Regions from separate parts of the Zea mays genome. Here all the other regions are linked to region 2. Evidence: chromatin contacts called from public Hi-C data. All regions are on one chromosome and are shown on one strand. Each heading gives the region's core, a stretch centred on a gene start, on an enhancer-like site or on the middle of the called end of the contact. The rest is flanking DNA. Distances are from core to core; before and after follow the strand shown. Region 1 has its middle 92 kb from the start of LOC100281259. Region 2 holds the start of LOC542314 (cell wall invertase 1). Region 3 has its middle 55 kb from the start of LOC103648360.

Evidence for each region. Hi-C and Micro-C count contacts between places; a contact is called where the count stands out from the background.
Region 1: a Hi-C map of ear shows a contact between it and region 2, with 5 times the contacts expected there. The contact joins the enhancer-like site here to the promoter of LOC542314 in region 2. A contact is called at or near these places in 2 of 25 Hi-C or Micro-C datasets (ear and leaf).
Region 3: a contact with region 2 is called in a Hi-C map of leaf, with 5 times the contacts expected there. The contact joins the enhancer-like site here to the promoter of LOC542314 in region 2. A contact is called at or near these places in 2 of 25 Hi-C or Micro-C datasets (ear and leaf).

What each region holds. Positions count from the first base shown.
Region 1 is chr5:172,637,406-172,641,974 of Zm-B73-REFERENCE-NAM-5.0, forward strand. No RefSeq gene overlaps it. Among protein-coding and RNA genes, the nearest start is that of LOC100281259, 92 kb to the left of the region's middle. Within about 2 kb of position 1,971, at least 7 of the 20 cell types and tissues checked have an H3K27ac peak or open chromatin away from gene starts, as enhancers often do. A contact at or near this core is called in ear, where this site is marked.
Region 2 is chr5:172,761,699-172,766,004 of Zm-B73-REFERENCE-NAM-5.0, forward strand. LOC542314 (cell wall invertase 1) reads left to right here and starts at 2,341. Exons shown (of 7, transcript NM_001111899.2): 1 at 2,341-2,594; 2 at 3,229-3,237; 3 at 3,805-4,306. The coding sequence starts at 2,393.
Region 3 is chr5:172,828,239-172,832,125 of Zm-B73-REFERENCE-NAM-5.0, forward strand. No RefSeq gene overlaps it. Among protein-coding and RNA genes, the nearest start is that of LOC103648360, 55 kb to the left of the region's middle. Within about 2 kb of position 2,318, at least 16 of the 20 cell types and tissues checked have an H3K27ac peak or open chromatin away from gene starts, as enhancers often do. A contact at or near this core is called in ear and leaf, where this site is marked.

The sequences.
Region 1 (4,569 bases), core at 721-3,220, 120 kb before region 2:
CAGGCCACACGGAGAACAACACCCAACCCCACCACATGGGCAGGTCTAAGGGCACCACATGGCAAGAAAAGATAATACACCCCAGGATGCGTCGTTGGGTCCGGACATCCACAGAGGGACACTGGACCCCTGTACGTACAAGTCCGGAGCTCACAAAGAAGGCATGTCGGGTCCCTCGGGTGGGCCCCAGGTCCCTCCGAGTAGGGTCCGGGCCTTAGCAAGGTCCCGGGACGGGGAGGACCCCGACACGAGTAAGGGTCCAGTGCTGGCACGTGTCCAGGCCTTGCCCTACGTTCCCCGCTCAGGCGGAGACCCACTGCTGCCGCGTGGCTTGTGGCCCATGACATAAGCCAACGGGCCGAGCCTGACGTAAGGCCCATAAAGCCGCGCAGCCTCTGCATTTATTGCGGAGAGGACGCACCACCTGCCACCATGCTGATGGGCGACGTGCCCTCTCAGCATTTAATGCGTCCTATCCAATCTGCTGGCAGACGGCGTCAGGGTCATCCAGCAGACGGCGCGCCTGTCTAGTCTGTTAACAAACAGTGCGCCCATGCCGAGCGGCGCACTGTGCTCTTCATCCCTTCTACGAGAAGCCTCCCCTGCACGTCGGGGATGCACAAATCTCGGATGTCAGGGCACAAGAAGATTGCTCCAGCGGCAAACGTTTGTAGCCCCAAGTGCTATATTCTTTATGTCCCTGGGCCCATATGTCGGGGCTCATTACCTTTGTGCATGCCCCCTTCAGCTATAAAAGGGGAGACATGCGACGTTATAAGACAGATCCAATCTTAGGCTCACTCAGACACTCACAAGTTCATACAAGCTCTCAAGCAATACATCACACGTGGAGTAGGGTGTTACGCTCCGGCGGCCCGAACCACTCTAAATCCTTGTGTGTTTTTGTGTTTTTCCCATTTTCTAACTAACAAGCAAAACACTTAGGCCCTCCTCATCTTAGGATTTAGGACGAGTGCACTCTACCACCCGGCCGAAGATTTGCTCTCCGACAATTATGAATACGGTAGAAAAAACAAGGATAGAGCTTCAACATATGGGGCTCTAAAGACCGAGTTCTATAATTATTCAAAAAGTTTTGGAAAAATATGACCTTTGTTGGAGCAGATTTTTTTGTGTTAAAGTCGTATATTTGAAAATACAACTCTGTTTATGACTTTTATTGAAGATGCTTACTCGCCAATTCATCATTAGAAAAGACTAATGGTTGCACGAGCAGAGTTGGGCTCTAGAGAAACACATTTCCTAGGTATATCGAGAGCCAGGCTCAGATAATCTTTACTTCTTTACTTCTGTTATAGAGGGATGCTAGAGAGGCTGGCTAGACAACCAAACTCGTAAAGGCTGCATCCTGCATCTTGTAAATCTAGCCAGCCATATACATGCAACTAGTCATGCTCTAATCTCTCGTGCGAGGATAAATGTCCCTAATTAATGTATTTGCCATGGCCACTTCAAGCCCGACGCCCCTGATCAAAACATGAATTCAGTTTCAGTCAGAAGCGTGGTATTTTGTTTGCTATCCCACTCCTTGAGTCATTATTTTAGGTCTTTTCTTGTAGACCCAGATCCCTAATGTATCTAAGTCATTATTTTGTTCAACTTTGAACGATGATGAATAGCAGCATGAGTCTGGGTACGCAGATCTTTTGCTCCTGCTGCCTAGTGGGGTCGTCGGTCGAGGGACATGGCCGATTCCGTTCAAGTTTTGGGAAACTTGCAGACGACCTATTGCAGACATGGAACAGGACGTAGAGGTTGCAGACGACCGGAACAGGAGCAGCCGCGTGTGTTGCAGACGTGGGGCGGTGGTTGCGGAGGTCTTCTCTCTGCTTTTCCAACACCAAAGGGAACTGGGACAAATTGCGAGCAGGTCGGCGTTTCTAGTGTGGTCGTGTGTCACATGCACTGGATGGTCTCCCATACAAGCGAGCAGAAGATGGAAGACGGGAGGATGCACCTGGACTGGATGGCAGAGACTTACCGGGAATCGTGAGGATCGCTATATATGATGGACAGAAAAGAAGCAATCTGTCCAAGTAGCAAAACTACAGCCTACTCTGTTGATGAATGAAATGGTGAGAAGCCGGTTTCAGGCAGAGAGAGAGAGAGAGAGAGAGAGAGAGAGAGAGAGAGAGAGTCCACCCTATGTCACCGGCCATCCGGAAGACCGGAACACAGCACTAGACGAGAGACAGGACTGGATACAGAATAAATCTGAAGCTTTCGACGTACTACGTACAGGCCGGAGCTTCGGGTGCTGTTGATCATTCATCAGACACTCAGCGCGAGGCGTGCATCTGCATGCTGTGTGCCCGTGTTCGTGCTCCTCCCTCCCTCACTGAACATGACGACAGGTAGACATTTCAACCGGAGCAAAACGGATGTCCTGGGCCTGTAACTGTAACCCTGCTGTCTGTTGACTGACGACATGTATGCAGCAGACCTAGCAGGTGTATGAGAGCACGAACATGTCATGTCTATAGAGGCGTTGCTTTGCTATTCGGCCTCGAGCACACCTCGTCGGATCTTGAGTAGTTGAGTTGTTGATATCCCACACATATTACCTCTGTTCCTCTCATATTAATTCAATGACTACTAAAAAATCCAATCATCAGACAGCTTCTATTTTCAATTTTCAGTAGAGACAATCGACAAAAGGAAACCGCCCCCTGTACCATTGGCAGGGAACACTGTCTGTATCTAACAAACCACTCATGGAAATCAAGCTTCAAAGATATTTCTATTGAGAAAAACCCCTTCTGAAAATAGGATTTCTAGGGATGGGCCAGTTTATGTTTATCGAACCATCTTCAACCAGACTAGGGCCTGTTTGGGAGAAGAGGATTGAAGGAGTTTGGAAAGGCTAAAATTTATTTTAGCCTCCTCCAATCCTCTTGATCCCATACAAGCCATTAGTGTGGTATTGTTAAGAGAACAACGTCTAAACTTTATTACCTGCAGAGACAGTGCTCTTAGTCAACCAATTCTAAAAATAACCCCTATAAATACCCTTCTCCCTCCTCAGGGCTAAACCTGGTCATGCGCAACTACATCTCTTCGTTCATGCCATTAGAGCTGCAGTGGAGATGAGAAATTGCAAAAGGAGGGGCGGAGGTCTCGTGCTTTGAACTTGTCGAGAAGGGTTTGAGAGCTGAGTTTATGTCATCTCTAAATTATTTTCAAATTTTACCTATATATTTCTTTCACTAATTTTTGTTGTCACACAGATCTAGATCTAGAGAGACATGAGGATTAATATATTTTTTTCAAAAAAAATGTTAGCAATTTAGACTGCTTTTTTCCAAACTTACTTCACTAGTACAGAGAAGCTCTATACTGACGGTCCTAAACATATTTACAGTGACGTTTTTCGTAACCGCCAGTGCTAGAGGTCAGTAGAAATCATCATTTTTACATGCGGGTAACTGAAGACCTTAGGAATCGAACCGTAGACCTCACCCTCGCGCGTACCCTCCACTACCACTCCGTCTATGACATGACTTGTGTCTAGTTTGTAGTTGTTTTCTCCACATATTACAACCATTTGAGTGTAAATTGCTTATTTGAGACCCTAAACGAATTCAAATAAAAAAGTTGTCAACTACAAAGATAAATAACTTTTGAAGTTCTACAACTTTTATTTTGACACTTTTTTCATCCGAGGTAGTTTGCAAAATTTGAATTTTAAATTTGACATACTTAGATTCAATTTTTGAGAACCGAAATGAGTTCAAATAAAAAAGTTGTCAACTACAAAGTTTCATAACTTTTAGAGATCTACAACTTTTATTTTGGTGGTTTTATCATACGATGTCGTTTGAAAAACTCGAAAAATTAAGGATAAAAATGATTTCTAGTGGCGGTTCCTTAAGAAAACCGCCACTAGAAATCGTATTTTTACTGGCGGTTCCTTAAGAAAACCGCCACTACAAATCATGGATTTCTACTGGCGGTTTTCTTAAGGAACCGCCAGTAGAAATACGATTTCTAGTGGCGGTTTTCTTAAGGAACCGCCACTAAAAATAGCACAGTCGGTGGATAACTGGATCCGCCTGTAAAAATATATGGGTGCCGCAGGCTTTGAGCCTTTTTGTACTAGTGCTTGGCTCACGTCAACTCTAGTTAATTTGTATATTTACTTTGACATTTTTGGTTCATAACTTTTCAGATCATTTTTAAGCTCTACGTCTAGGCCTTGGTCTAGAATAATATTTATACAAAAACCTAGTCGATTTCTTCAACATTTATATGTGAATTATATCTTCACCTCCCTACATCATCATATCATATATAAGAGAAACTATTTGTAGCTAACCATTCCATTATGAGGCCCAAAAGCCCAGGGCATCAACGTAGATAACTTTCTCGAGCCATTGCTACAACAAATGGAGACCCAATGTCAAATAATCTACGATTTCCTCAAAGGAAAACCCACAGAACAATCCATAATGTGATGGTCCTAACCTAGGGGATCATGGCCAAGGTATCATCCCATATCCAGCATAGTCGTACCACACTCTTTCTCATCTCACCACCATGCTCTAGAGT
Region 2 (4,306 bases), core at 1,091-3,590:
TCGTCGGCTCGGGGACCCCCCGGTCTCGAAACGCCGACAGTAGTCCTGCTTTGCAATGGCCATTTTGATGCAAGGATGCTTTTGATGGCTATTAGAGGACTCTAGTGATATTGCTACTAACTTCAATGAGGGGGCTAGGTTTCCAAGAGATATGATGTATGCAACTAAATCTCAATTGGCATGGTTTCACATGGATAAGACTTATGGCAGTTTCTCATGTTTTTTTGTTTAATGACTCGTAATGGACTATGGAGGCTAGCATGCTTGGGGTTAGTCGGTTGTGGGACAACGACAAGAGATAGTGCAAATGGATGTGATACTATGGTGGCTACATGGATTGAAACATATTGTGATGACTAGCTCTACTTAGTAAGGTGGCTTGGTGCAAGCGGTGATAACGACTTTCATCTTGTTAGTTTTGCCATTTGGCATTAGTAGTGCAGCGTGGTGAATAGGTGGCTATCATATTGACCTTGTGGAGTGCCAGTTTAGTGTTGTGTTTAGTTAGCAAGCACAACACATTATTGTGTGGCACATGTTAATGTTTTAGTCCATCTTTTATTTCTTTAGTTTTGTTGTGGTTGCCATCATAGTTTTTCCCTTTATGGTTGTTGTACCTTGTTGTACCTAATCTAAGCTAATTCATCTTTTTAATATAATTAATGGTTCTCTTGCATAATTTTTTTAAGAATGTTATAGATTTTAGGTATCTTTTGTTTGAGATTTCTAGTGATATTCGTAGTGACAACATATCAATTAGTGTTTTCTAAACATATAGATAGAGTTCAAACTCTATTGTATATGGCATATTATTCAAAATTTTCTATTTTTTAAAAAATATGAATTCTAGATTTGGGATTGAACACATCTAGGCTACAACGTTGAATTGATGAACAATAGTGCTTGTTAATAAATTGCTCACATTCACATTGTCGCTCTTACTTCAACCATCATACATCCATCTACAGTGGTCACCCATATTTAATCCTATGGACTAAAGATGACAGATGAACTTCTCTCGTTATATATATCACTGTCCTACATATATGAGAAATGATATGTCCTAAACTCACCTAAAAACAACAACATAGTTTAAATTTAATCATAGATGAGCCTACAGAGGTCGAACGTGATTTGGAAACATAGCTCTATTGTTCTCTATCTCATGCATAAATATGGTGCAATGAAGAATATTAGGGTTATGATGTCGAAATCTCACTCGAACTCGTGCCTCATCATAAATAGCACACTATCAATTGTTCTATGGCTGTTCAAATAGGGACAATCTTGAAACAACATTTCTCACATGTAAAACGTTGTGAAGTATGCCAACTGAAACGGATGACACATACACTTCGTGAACCAATCGATATTTTACTTGCTTCTATGTTAAATAATGTTATAATACAATATTTTATTCAAATGCTAAAACTTATTACTAGATAAAAATAAAATTTAATTATCTTCAAAAACTAACCAATAGATATTCCATCATAACTACATTTACCAAACTAATATACTAAAAAATATAGGATAATTACTAAATTAATCGTGCAATAATCAGTATTTATGAGATTGATAATTTTAAATTTTGTGGGCTACAAACAAAAATTAAAACTTACTTTTCAAGTTGGAGATAAGAACAATGGTAGACGTAGCTCGGGATGGTATGGCGTCGGTGCAGACGGTTACCCTTTGTGCGAAGTGGCGCGGGCACGAGGGTGGGGACTTGGTACATGCATGAGAGAGAGGAAGAACGAAACAACTTCTCAAATTAAAGCATATGAAAATCACCTAATTTTTGTCTGTCGGTGGAAACTAATAACTAGTTTTTATTATCTTTTTTAATAAGGATCCACGAAAATTATTTTTGACCGATGAAAATCCTGGATCTTCGTATTATGTTTCGCCTTTTCCCGACTCTTTGCATGCTAGATTTCCATGCTTGGACTAAAACGAAGATAATAAAACCAATCTATCATTTTCACACGATGTATTCATACTTGCAATAGATAAACCACTACTCCGACGGGATTTGCTTTCTGACCTCTGAAATCTTGGAAGGATTATGTGTCTACACTTCTCGATCGAGGGGAAAAAGTCGTAGTACCAAGTTGTAGTTAAATTTGTTTCTTCGATGACAAAACAAAGGAGAGGGGCCCGCGCGGCGCAGCGCAGCGCAGTTGGCTGGTTCCGGAACACGAAAACCAAGCACACTCCACCAGCTGCCATCCACCGGGTTGGATGGAGATTACAATACTCGAATAGTCAGCCAGCCAGCCGGCTTGAACGTGCAGTTTTCCCCTATAAAACGGCCCCGACCCGGCCGATGCCCCGTCCATCCAATCCAATCCAAACCGTCCCTTGTCCCTCTCTTCCTCGAAACGCAGCTATGGGGACTCGGCCGCGGGGGGTCGTCCTCGCGCCATGGGCGGTGGTGCTGGTGCTGGTGCTCGCGCTTCGTCTGGCAGGCGCGTCGCATGTGATCCACCGCAGCCTGGAGGCCGAGGCGGCGCCGTCGGTCCCGGCCTCCATTGTCAGCCCCCTGCTCAGGACGGGGTACCATTTCCAGCCGCCAATGAACTGGATCAACGGTATGCTAGCTACTTGTCTTTGGAGATCACCCCTCCTCCCGCTTGGGCATCCTTTAATTTTGCGCCATGCTCATCTAATCTCTCTCTCTCTCTCTCTCTCTCTATCTATCTCTCCCTGTTCTCAAGCCACCCACGCGTTGCTCGTGTTGCTTCTTGTTCTTGATGCACTAGAAGCGTTTCAATTGTGGCGTCAGGCTATGCATACAGAGAATGCAGCCTTGTGTGGGAGAAATCAAGGAATTAGTATTTTTTTTTTGGTAGACTCGGTTGTTAGCACGGAGCTCGCTGCATGCAGTTGTTTTCCTTGTCCTGTCCCCGGAAAAGTCTAAGCTGCAAGCTATACATTCAAGCTTTGACAGTAGAGAGCCGCCGGAAACGACGAAAGACTTGCGGCGAATTGAGAAACGCCGCGCGTGTGGTGGTTAAAATGCAATAATACAGATGCTCTGTGTTTGATTAAGTACTGTACTATGCACGACGCTGATGGTTCTTGTGCTGTTCGTTCTTATGTCCGGTCGTCGCAAAGCTTTGTTCTGATATGCATGGTGTTGTTTTCTTCCTCTCTCTTTCTCTCTCTGTCCTTGCTGGCGGTTCTGACGATTGCTGGGACGACGGCGAAACTCATCGGCTGCAGACCCCAACGGTACGCCTTTCTTGTACCCGGCTCCGTCTTGTTGTTGCAGTTATCTTCTCCATGTGTTGTGCTGCCTGTTAGATCTGTAGTGTGTATGTCTGCAAGTATTCTAAAGTACTCTCCACGTTCTAAAATATTGGTCGTTTTAGTATTTCTATAGATTCATACAATATATGTCTAGATTCATAAAACTGAATAACGAAAACGACTAATATTTTAGAACATAGCCAGTACTTATCTAATATTTAGTAGAAAAGGAAGGATATTTAAACATTAGAAAATAGTGCATGCTCCTCGTGCCCCCGCAGACTCCACATGAGAAAGCAACGCGTAAGAATCATCATCATCAAGACATCAACATATATTAAGAATTCAGTGGTGTAAAAGCCGGTGGGTGCAAGTACACGACGACAGAATTTGACTTCAGATGAAACAACTACTTTATTAGCGAAAGAAAAAAATAGTTTTCCTAACAACAAGAAAAAGAAGAAAAAGAATAGCATAGCTAGTAGCGCGGTTGGTTGGCATACTGACGTATATTTGGCAACTAAACTATACTATACGTGGTGCATGCAGCTCCGCTGTACTACAAAGGATGGTATCACCTGTTCTACCAGTACAACCCCAAGGGCGCGGTATGGGGCAACATCGTGTGGGCGCACTCGGTGTCGCGCGACCTGATCAACTGGGTGGCGCTGGAGCCCGCCATCTACCCCAGCATCCCGTCCGACAAGTACGGCTGCTGGTCGGGCTCGGCGACGATCCTGGAGGACGGCACGCCGGCGATCCTGTACACGGGGATCGACCGGGCGGACATCAACTACCAGGTGCAGGTGCTGGCGCTCCCCAAGGACGCGTCCGACCCGCTGCTCCGCGAGTGGGAGAAGCCGGAGGAGTACAACCCGGTGGCGACGCCGGCGGCCGGCGGCATCAACGCGACGCAGTTCCGCGACCCGACGACGGCGTGGCGGCACGCGGGGCACTGGCGGATGCTGGTGGGCAGCGTGCGCGGCGCGCGCGGGATGGCGCTGGTGTACCGGAGCCGGGACTTCAGGAAGTGGACCAAGGCCAAGCACCC
Region 3 (3,887 bases), core at 1,068-3,567, 67 kb after region 2:
GTACAAAATGCTGACCTTCGAAGCACAAACCCGAGACAGAACACCAAATTTTGAGGAATAATAGCAGGAGAAGACAATAAAAAGAAGACATGTTAACCGGATCGCTCAGAATTCTGAAGCAAGTGGCCCGGCAGACTCATTTCCAAAAGCATTCCCTGGCAAAATCAAATACCGCAAGCTGGACCAGGGATCTTTGGGCCGTTTATTTCAAAATCAGCCCAAAGATCGGGGGCTTGTGGGGGACAGATATCCCTCGGGTCCACTAGAAGGATAAAAGACCTCACGAAAGGTCCAAAGGCCCCATAATTCGTAAGGACATCCCCCTCGTGGGCCTAGGAGGAACGAACAGTGAGATAAATCAGCACAAGGCCGGGTCGGTGCAAGCCCAGACGGCCCAACAACATCTGAGCAATAATTGCAAGCAGTGACCCAACCTTCCCGCACAGGAGCCCCGTACGTCGGAACTGGGCGAGGATGAGTCGGCTGAACTATAGGAAGATAGACTCAGTTAGTTCACTATTATTCCCGCTCACGTTGTTATCATATCCACATGTAATGCCCCACGGTCGAGTATATAAGGCCTAGGGGGCACCCCTTCAAGAGGATCGATCGAGAGAGACATCACTCATCACTTAGCCATCCACCCCGCTCTCTACGTTTTCCGGCACTAGAGAGCTCCCTTGTAACCCACCGCCTAAAGCATTCCAGCCAGGACATAGGGTGTTACGCATCTCAAAGCGGCCCGAACCTGTACACAACTGTCCACTATCTCTCGTGCATTTAGCACGAACCATCGAGCTACAGTCGATAACACCGTCCTACTCCAAAAAAGCACCTTGAGGGGCAACCCCGGGTGCGCGGTCGGACCCGAAACACCGACACACACACGCTAGAGAAAAGGGCTTCCGTCTGACGACATTAGTATCACTTGCTATAGAACCGGTACTGACAACATGTCAATATCGATTTTAACTGCCATGTAGTTGTAGAAGACATTAATACTGATTGGTAATCACAACCAGTACTAATATCAAGTCATCAATACAAGCTGAAGACACCAACCGGTCTCTTGTACCTCCAGTTGGCGTCATGTTCTTGCAGGTCTCTTGTGTCGTTGTGCTTAGCACTGGAGTTTTGGCCTTTGTCATGGTGCGATGATAGCCTCCCTTTGGTGTCTCTGCTCTGTCAGTGCTCTCCTTGTTAAAAAGAGCACAAAAATCTTATGCCGGGACAGTGAATATCTGCCATTCCCCCACGAGGATTTCCCCTCGCGTGACGTTGGATGATGACAAGCAGAACCTGAATGTGCCGTCTGGTGTTTTTGTTTGCTCAAAGGGAGATCATCGTTTTCAAAATGTTGTGGTCGGCGTGACTCCTGCCTCCTTTAGTCCTCGTCCACGTTTGCATGGCTGATGGCCATAAGGCAATGAAACACGCTTAGCTAAAAGGGGAGGTCTAGATGTGCAATAGCTTAGGCGTGCCAATGAGTATGTTGTTCTTAGTGGAGGTGTTAGTCGTTGTTCGACAATTATCGTCTCGGTCGCTTTAACCTGCGTCGTGTTGTGCTTCCTTTCTTTATTTCCCGTGTGTTGTTGAAGTATTTGCTATGTTGTGCTAACAACTATTTGTAATTTGTGGTCCGCCACAAAGGCATGTAGGCTTTTGACTTGTTTCCCTAAAAAGGAGGTTGTTGAGGCGTGACTTTGTCATGCCAGATTCAACGAAATTTATGTAGGGATGCTCTCTTAAAAGAACATATACTAGGTTTGATAAGCTTATAAAAAACATTAACATTTAGAAAATCAGCTAAAGTAGATATCAAAAATTATTTTTAAATTTAATTTTTAATGCTATAAATGTTAATATTCTTTTATACAAATTTTATTAAATTTAGAACGAGTTGGTTCACAACCATTAAAAATCTCTTATATCGCATTATATACTTTTCTTTTCACATATAAATTGAAAGGGTGTGTTTGAGACTGTTCTAGGTTCCAGTTTTAGCGTGAAGTTGTAGATTATAATATAAATATAAATTATCTTTAAAATATATTTTTAATATAAATGATACATGAAATAACTTTTTAAATGTCTTCTAAAGATTTATAAATTCAGCTTTATGATTTTTAATTTTACTGAATTTTTTAAAGCTGAGTCATAAACAGGGCCTGGGTAGCCGGGTTTCTTGAAAGGGAAAGACGATTTCGATATGGTCAAAGTCTCTTTGCCCAACTTGCAGCGGATGAATGATATGTGACCGATCAGACATCATCAGTCACAGGACTCCCGTGACGTGATGGCCACCGATCACATGTATGTACAGACGTGACATGTGGTCCAGCGAGCAACGAACTGAACCTTTTCTTTGACCTTGTAGTTCTGTTTCCTTGCACGGCTTTTCTTTGTTTTGCTAGTACACATTAGAAAGTTCTTTTTCGCATAAAAAAAAGTGATAGGACAAATCTCCCTGCTGTCATGCCTGAATTCTCGATGGGTGCAAAACCTTTTCTGTTTCGATTGCTTTATTGCAAAAGATATATGAGTGTACTATAGTATGCTTTAGGCTCCGGCACATACGATCCCTTGTAAAAAACATACTTGTCTCCCACCCACTACTCAGTACTCACATCTCTTCTACAGGCATTCACTTTAGCTCTCGCTCAACTTCTGACGCGCCTTCGTAACTAGCCCCTTCTCCATGCCCAGGCTACCACCATCCTCCTCCACCTACTAATCAGTAATCAGTAATCACACACCCCACCCACCCGTCGGGATCGAAAGACTACATGTGCCCGCTCACGCTGCTCTACGGACGTCTCGTGCTCCTCGCTATCGCTGACCCATTGCACACTGTCCTCGTGGCCGATTTTTTTTTTTTTTTGCATTTTGACACTTTCTCGGGAAAAAAATAACGTTTAGACTCTAGAAAATTTTAATGTCATTTTTGTACCATTTGCTCGGCGCATAGCTTATGACGTCGAAGTAACACAGCTCGGCGCCATAGGCTATGACGCTGAGTTACGTGCTGCGCTGGCACAACCGGACGCCGTGGCGCCGACGTGGCACCGAGCTCGACGCCAAGATCTATGACGCCGAGCTTGGTTATGTAAACAGGAAGCCTGTCTAGCTCAGTTGGTACAGTGCAAGGCTTTCAATCTTATGGTTGTTAGTTCGAGCCCCATGGTGGGTGTTTAATACTTTTTTTGTCTGTCACTAATTTATTTTTTTGTCCAGATTTTTCGTTTATGTCGCTGATTTGTCCGTCCAGATTTTTTTTATATTTATAGTAAACATACATTATGTATAGTAACATACATATATTTATAGTAAATCGAATTTTATTGTGTTCAATTTGGAACGTACTTGTCATCTTTTAGTTTTCTCATCCAATCTCCTGTATTAAACTCCTGCATAAAGAACACTCTCATGAATGCTCACAAAATACCATCTCTAATGAATACATCACATAATACACTTGGAGAAATGAAACTTTACCAAATCCTCGTTATATTGTTTGCTAGTTGACTTTTGCTTTGGACCTGAATAAGCAATCGAAGATTCCCTTGTTGGGATTTGATTTATTAGTGTATTGGCACATGTAAAACTGAAAACAAAAGGATTTAGTACCCAGCTATCATGAACGACGCTTTGTAAAAAACAATATGAAGTGACATAACAGCAGGTTCAATTAATATACTTGTACCCTGCATTTAAATATATGAGCACGTCTTAGGTATGCTAATTCAAAAGGGCATCCTGACATTTAAAAGGACAATTGACTGTAGAAGGATATATAACATACATGAGAGCTAGTTTCATGGCTGATTCATATAACTTACATTGGTAACTTATAACATGCAACATCATTTGGCTTTCTAAACTAGTTC